Linked DNA regions of Ovis canadensis: region 2 is linked to region 1. A link is a contact called in public Hi-C data. All regions are on one chromosome and are shown on one strand. Each heading gives the region's core, a stretch centred on a gene start, on an enhancer-like site or on the middle of the called end of the contact. The rest is flanking DNA. Distances are from core to core; before and after follow the strand shown. Region 1 holds the start of ARHGAP35 (Rho GTPase activating protein 35). Region 2 overlaps ARHGAP35 (Rho GTPase activating protein 35).

Region 1 (3,669 bases), core at 538-3,037:
AATCTCACATTTGCCACTCACTAGCTGTGTAACCTCTCTGTGCCTTAGTTTAGTAGAATAATAACAACCCCAAACTACTTGTAAAGTGTGAGGATTAAGTGAGTTAATGTTTGAAGTGCTTTAGAATGTTGCCTGCATAAAGTGCCCATTTTTATAAAGTATGAGGTGTCAGGTCAAATCTGGGAGGCCACCCAGAGGAAGTGACCTCAAGCAAGACTTGAATAAGGCAGAGTTGATAGGCTCCAAAAGAAGGGAGGAGGGGCATCTGGATCCAGAGTGAGCCCAGGCTTCTCTCTTCTCTAGGTGCTGCCAGTTCAAAAATTTCCCAATATTCAAAGGACCTAGAACACTGCATTGGAGTTATAAACACATATTAATTTGAGGTAGGGGAATCCGATGTCCCTTCTCCCCAGGTTTTTCTGGTTTTCTCAAGTAATAGATTTCAAAATCGCTTACAAATCAGGGCTTGCAGTGACATGTAGAGAAAATCTGGCCCAGGCACTGGATTTGTTTCGCCCACAATGCTAGAAAACAAACTTCCACTAATCAGAAAATCTTTATTTAGTGAGATGCTTTAAAATTTGAGCGCATCTAGCACAACACTGTAAATTAACTATACTTCAATTTTTAAAAAGCAATGACCTCCAAAAAAAAAACACCCCACCGAAAAACAAAATTTGACCGCATGTAATTTTATCAATGTTTATAGAGCAAGGCATGATTTTCAGCACAAGTAGAATTCATTCAATTCTCCCAACAAATCTTACTAAGAGATAAGATTGTCATTCTACTTTTAAGATGAAGAGACTGAGCAAAGAAACGAAAAATGCAATAAGAAACATAGCTTTTCTTCATGCATTCCTTAAATATTGACTGGGTTCCCAGAACACTCATCTTCCACGATCCGTACTTCCGGAGGGCTCCCAGAGGAACCCCTCTTCAGTTCAGAGGAAGGAACTCAGGGGTTACAGCGGTGCCCCTTCCCATCACTACTATTTCCCCTCTGGGCGCCCAAACTGACATTTGATTTGCAGTCATTGGCACAATGTTGACTTGGAGGCCAGGGATGTATGCGGGACCAGGCCCTCTCCCGTCTCCCGAGATTTGGGGATCACGGAACCCAAAGCAATTTGTAATAATGCGCGCGTTGCCTGCAAATTTTCTTCGCTGCCAGGGAAAAGAGCACGCGCTTCGCAGCCCCGCCCCTTCTTCCGGAACGACGAATTTCGAGGCTCCTATTGGGCTGGGGCGGGCCACGCCTCCCCGTGTCCCCCAATCAACTCCCCACTGGGTGCACTCCCTCCTCCTCAGCCCCGCCTCACCGCCCCACGTTACGTCGCTCCTTCTCTCCTCCTCCGTTATCCCGGGGGCTGCGCTCGCGCGGCAAACCCACCTCCCCTTGCCTCTTATTGGCTGGTCAGGTCCCGCGCGAGCGGGATCGCTCCCTTCGCCCCCGCCCCCAAAGCCGGGCCATGCCTCTCCCCTCCCGCTTTCTCCAAGAGCCGGCGCGAGAAGGGTTTTGGCTGCTTCTGGTGCGCGCAAGGGTGCGCGCGCCTCTCGAGGACCACTCCCTCCGCCTCGCGCGAGTAGCCGCAGCGGCTGGCAGCCCTACCCGCGCACGCGCTCTTGTCCACTCCAGTCCTCTGCTCAGTCGCGGGTCTCCTCGCGCTCTGTCTGGCGCTGCAGCCACCGCAGTAGCGGCATTTTGTGTGTGTGTGTGTTGCGGGGGGGGGGGGGGGCGGGGGGAAGAGAGCGCACGCGCACTGCGCCCTCCGCGCCGGTTCCCTGGACGCGGCTGCTGCGGTGGCAGTGAGTCCCTCGGGCGCGCACGCGCTCTCGCTTCTCCCCGCCACGCGCCGGTTATCCCCTCGCGGCGCGCGCTTCAGGGGCCGTTATCCCCCTGCAACGGTCCCCGCGCCACGCACGCGCAGTAGCGAGGGGGAGCGCGCGCGGGAGCGGCGGCCGCAGGAAGGAGGCGCCGCCGCCGCCGCCATTGCGAGGGAGGGAGGGAGGGAGCGAGCGAGAGAGGCTGGTCCGCCCTCCCCCTGGTTCCCGCCCCTCCCCCCTTCCCCTCCCCGCCCCCCCGCCCCGAGGGAGAGCCGCGGAGCGGCGGGAGGAGGTGGAGGAGGCGGAGGAGGGAGCCCGCGAGGGAGGGTCCGCCCGGCCCCCCGCCGCCGGAGCCGCCGCGGCCGCCGCCGCCTCAGCCGCCGCTGGACGAGGAGCAGCAGAACATGGCGCCGGGGCCGCCGTCGCCGCTGCCGGGATCCCGAAGGCCAGGGCGGCGCTGAGGGCGCCCAGCTGGTGAGTGCGCGAGCTCGCGGGCCCGGGCGGCGAGGCCGGGCGCCGCCCCACTGCGGGGTCCAGGGGGAGGCGGGGACGGCGGGGCCCGGAGCCCGCGAACAATGGAGGAGCCGGAGGGGGAGGGGAGGGAGCGGCCCCCCAGCCCCCGGGCTCCGCCGGCCCCGCCGCCTCGCGCTGCGGCCCGGCCAGCCGGGGCCCGCCTGCCCTTCGGACTTGCCCCTGCCCGCCGCAGCCCTGCTGTCGCCGCGTCTGCCCCCACCCTCCAATCCATTGAGATCTCCGTGTCTGCCTCGGCTTCCCCCCACCCCCCGACTCCAGCCACTCTGCTCCCAATTCTGCGCCTCCGCCTTCTCTCTTCCGCCCCTCAGTAATGCCTTTCGCCCCCCCACCCCACCCCTAGACTCTGCAGTGCTCTTGGTACCCTCCCGCATCCCTGAATTCTGGACCCCCACGTTCAGATTCGTGACCCTTCTGCCTCCTCCGATTCCGCTCTCAGCACCCTGGGTCCGTCCCCTATGTCCTGTTCCCCTCCGCTGCTGCACCCCCAGGAGCTGTCCGTCTAGGACCTGCGGTTCCACCTCCTCGGTGATTCATCCGAGACCCTGTTCATCTTGGCACTACTGCCCCCAGGTCTTCTCCTTGGGCTTAATTCCACGTCCCTCTTGGGCCCTACTGCCCACTGACAAAACCTGCCGCCTCCTCCCGGCCCCGCTCCCCATGGGATACCCCTGGACTCTGACCCCTGCCGATCTCGATGCAGTCCCCTGCCCCCTCTTGGACTCCAACACGCCATGCTCGCCTCCTCCCCTCCGATCTTACTCCATTTTTTGCCATTCAGATCCTTGCCTCTCTTCCAGACCCTTTTGCCTCCCCACTCTGCCCCTCGTCCAGTCTAAGATCTTGCGGTGCCCTCCAGCCTGCTTGCTTTCTGACTTGGCTTTCCTTGAAGCAGCCTCCACCCCCTTCTCCGACCCTGCAGCTCTCTCGTTCCTGCCGTTCAGTTCTCTGACCTTTCTCCCTAACTCAGCCTCGCCGCAGCCTGACGCCCTGCAGTCCTCGGTTGAGGTTTCTTCTCTCCCCCACCTCCTTATTGGCCCTCTTTGGAGCCGTTGCATTCATTTGTTCCCGCTTCCTTTGCCCTGTCTCCCCTTTATTTCTTCTTTGCTGAAGACCTGCTTGCAGCCTGTTTCTCCAAGGCATGTCCTCTCTATTTGGGCCCTTACTGAAAGACTGGGAATTTCTCTCTGATCCATCACCTCCCTTCCCTTCCCATTCTGCATCCCAGACCTGCCCCAGATCCTTTTTACACCTGCTCTTGGCACTTGTTCAATTCCACCCCATCCCCTCTAATGTTTTCCTCCCAGCTCT
Region 2 (3,669 bases), core at 360-2,859, 92 kb after region 1:
ACCCAGCACCTCGGTGTGTTCACCAGCCTGGAAGCTCTCCAAACCCTGCTTGGGGTTTACGTAGGGGTTCCATTACATAGGCATGACTGATTCCTTATTGACCTTTGGTGACTGAGTTCAATCTCCAGCCCCTGTACCCTGCTGGAGGTGGGGCGTGGGGCTGAAAGTTCTAACTCTTACAATCAAGGTTTGGTCTTTCTGGTGACTAGCCCCCATCCTGAAGCCATATAGGTTCCCCCCTCAAAAGTCACCTCATTATTATAAACTCAGGTTTCAGGTAACAAGGGGCTTGTTATGGATAGCAGAAGACGCAGAAGAGGAAATTCCAAGGGTTTTAGGAGCTCTGTGTCAGGAGCCGGGGACGAGGCCGAGCAGGCGCCTCCCGTGGCTCCTCGGGCTGCGCAGGCCCCTGCTGCTCTCTGCCCCGCTCTCTGCAGCCGCGGCGCAGGGCTGCTCTTTGTGCAGCGCTCGGTTGTGGAGCGCAGGCTCTAGGTGCTCGGGCTTAGTTGCTCCGCAGCGTGTGGGGCCTTCCAGGACCAGGAGTTGAGCTGCCCCCTGCACTGGCAGGCAGGTTCTTAGCCACTGTGCCGCCAGGGAAGCTGCATTTCGTTTTATGCCACACTGCCCCTGCCCTCGGCTCCCCACAGGGTTCCTGCGTTTAAGACTTTGCCAGGGGGTTTCCTCTGCCCTCTGTGGACGCTGAGGGCTGGCCTGGCCAGTGGCCTCAGGCTGGGAAGGAGCAGGAGGGGGAGCCCAGCCCCGGGCCAGCGCCTCTCACCAGGGTGGGGAGCACTCTGCTCTGTCTCCCTGGGGCACCTTACTCTCTCAGCTTTCCTCCCGTGACCTAGAGGACAGTGATCATCGCACAGAAGAGAGGAAACAGAAACCCTGGAGGCCTCTGGGCAGAGGCCACCTAGAGCTGTCAGTGGAAAGGACCCATGTTCCAGCCCGTCTGTGCTCGGGCGGGCAAAGCTGTGAGCTTTACAGCATCAGACCGACAGATTCACATTTTACCAAGTTCTTCCCACTTGGGAAACAGCTGCCCTAAAAAAGCCTCCATATTTCCCTTGATATTTATCATAGACACTTTCTCCAGCTCTCGTGGAAGAGAATTGGCGGGTCTAGAGCTGTTAAATCTAGTTGGTTCGCTGCAGTCAGCCTGGATCTCTGTAATTCTGCCTTGCAGAAAAGGCTGCTAATATCAGCAGAGATCCTCCCATCTATCACTATAACAGTTTAATAGGTGCAGTTACAGCTTGAACACACCAACAGGCTTTATGTGAGTAATTGCCATATTTATGCTGCTTTGAATTGATGATAAAGTGCTAAAATATGAGGTATGTGGTTGCATGTGCTGTGATTTTATGGGGGTTCTGTGTTCCTCAACCCCGCCCCTGCCCCAATAACTCCAGGTTTGTTGGTTATGCTTTCTCATTATCCAGATAGTTCTAAGACGAAGCTTTCACCATGACTGTTCCCCATGTGCCCGTGTCTCACCACCCTCCTGGTTTCTCCTTGCTTAAAGTTAAACACAAGTCATTTGCATTCCAAAAATGCCTCCTCGCCATAAAGGCAGGCAGTCAGCTCCACTTTGGGCTCTTCCAGATAAGCAGAGTTCACGTGGCTGTGACTCGGCAGTGCTCGCGGATTTCCTCGGGACCCAGTGCCCTGATCGGAACAGCGTGCCCTGGCAAGCTGCCTGGGGAGCCAGGCAGTCAAAGAGAAGCAAAGCCTGTTTCACAGAGTTAGTCCTGCCCTTCTATCCAAGACAGAAATGATCTGGGTGGAAGCCCAGCTCCCCGAGACAGTTCCAGCAGGCCTGCCTTGCCTGGCTGTTCCCACCGCCCTTTCCCTCCACTCAGCGGTGCACCTCGGTGGCCAGGCCCCTCTGCCCTCACCAGGAGGCGGCGGGACGAGTCGAGGCGTGTGTGCCAGCAGGCCGTGCCGAGGGCGGCCCTGGGAGCAGCACTCACTACCTCTCTCCCCCTGCTCCCCTAGTGGTGCATGGGTGTGCGTGGCACGGGGCGTGTGCGTGGCGGGGGGCGGGGGGCTTCTGTTTAGCTTCCAGGAGGATGCGCAGCCCTGTTGTGGGGGTCTCAGCCAAAGCCATGCCACTGACCTGATCTGTAAAAGTGAGCCGCCCAGATGGGGAGACCACACCTAGAACAGCCGGTGGCTTACACTGGAGAGCACAGGAATTCACTCGGTCCCCTCAGCTTCTCTAGGGAGTGGCAGAGGGGAGAACCAGTCCACAAGGGAAGGCAGGAGCTGGGCGTCCTGGTTTGTGCCGCACTTCTCCGTGCTGGCCAGGCCTCAGAGTTTCTCTTTCCTGTATTCTATGAGCAAGGAGGGCCTGGCCAGGATGCCTTGAAGCACGGGGCTGGTCGAGAGCAAACAACTTTAGTCCATTCCTCCCTCTCTTCAGCCAGAGAAACTGCGCTTTTATTATCAGGCAGGTTTCCCTCCTTCCCTCCTTCCCTCCTTTGGATAGTTACCGAATGCCTTCTCCAGGCACGAGTTACTGTGCCAAGTCCAGGAGCATAGAAGGGTAACTGAAGCACATGCCCCCTCTCTCCTCAGGGGGCCGCCATTCAGCCGCCACGCAGCTGCCGAGTGACCTTCAGGTTGAGCCCAGTGCTGTAGAGGGAAAGTGTGCGGCAGTAGCTGCAGTGGTTGGCCCTGGGCTCTGAGCCGGATGGGAGCGGGCGTGACGGTAGGGTGCAGCTCACAGGGCCACTGTGAGGGTCGCAGAGACCACGTGTGTGAAATGCTGGGCATGGCCTGGCCCAGTGTGTGTGTTGCATGAATACAAGCAGTTTTATTCTCCTAACTGACTTAGTCTTGGGGTCAGGGGAGACCTCTGAGGGAGCAGGGTTTAGCCAGTCCAAAAAGTGGAGGCAGAAGCAAGGCAGTCTCCAAGGCAGTTGCGGGGTGGGGGGGGGGGGTCACACTAGGAGGCCTGGAAAGGCCAGTGTGATGGGCGTTGGGTGGGGGCAGCAGAGTCAGGTGTGGTGCGGGCCCCCCAGGCCACGTGTGGACAGCTTTGTGTTGTATCCTAGACACAGAGTGCGAGGACTGTAGGCTGGCGGGATCCCGATCAGATTCTCTGCCAGTGCTACATATAGGCTTCTAACCTGTGAAGTGTCCTTTCTTAGTGAGGAAAGAGGCCAGGAAAGGAGGGCCGCTGGGCTGTGATGGGTGCCATCTTTGAACCTTTCATGACTTGGTGAGAATCAGGAACCCGAAAGAAGCTCACCTGTGCCCTCGGTAACGCTCACGAGGAATCTGCCGGGGGCCCCGCTGTGGAGGGGGAGCTGGCACTGTTGGCATGGAGGTGGAGGTGGTGGTGGGTTGTATGTACCTGTTTGTTAGCACAACTGTTTCTTTGTTGGTGGCTTGGGGTTCGGTCAGTGAGGACCCCCGCCCCACCCGCAGCCCCAGCTCCGCACTGGGGCGGCACTGCCTCGCCTCCGAGTCACGCTGCCGTCCTCCACGCCACTGGGCTCGAGTGTGCTGGGGCTCCCAGCTGCTCCTGGCTTTGAATACCAGCGGCTGCCTTGCAGAGTCCACTCTGCTCCCCTCAGTTCTAGGTCACACTCCTCTCCCCCTCCATCCTAGGCTACCCAGAACCAGCAGCATCCACTCTGGGCTGGCCTAAGGCTGACTTCG

The links. A called contact is a pair of places that touch in the nucleus more often than the background predicts.
Region 2: a contact with region 1 is called in a Hi-C map of lung, with 3 times the contacts expected there. The contact joins the enhancer-like site here to the promoter of ARHGAP35 in region 1. A contact is called at or near these places in 2 of 2 Hi-C or Micro-C datasets (fibroblasts and lung).

Annotation. Positions count from the first base shown.
Region 1 is chr14:67,008,328-67,011,996 of ARS-UI_OviCan_v2, forward strand. ARHGAP35 (Rho GTPase activating protein 35) reads left to right here and starts at 1,788. Exons shown (of 7, transcript XM_069549271.1): 1 at 1,788-2,301. AP2S1 (adaptor related protein complex 2 subunit sigma 1) reads right to left here and starts at 1,715. Exons shown (of 6, transcript XM_069549273.1): 1 at 1,613-1,715.
Region 2 is chr14:67,100,697-67,104,365 of ARS-UI_OviCan_v2, forward strand. The region is part of intron 3 of ARHGAP35 (Rho GTPase activating protein 35); the gene reads left to right. Among named protein-coding and RNA genes, the nearest start is that of NPAS1, 39 kb to the right of the region's middle. Within about 2 kb of position 1,610, the one cell type or tissue checked has open chromatin away from gene starts, as enhancers often do. A contact at or near this core is called in fibroblasts, where this site is marked.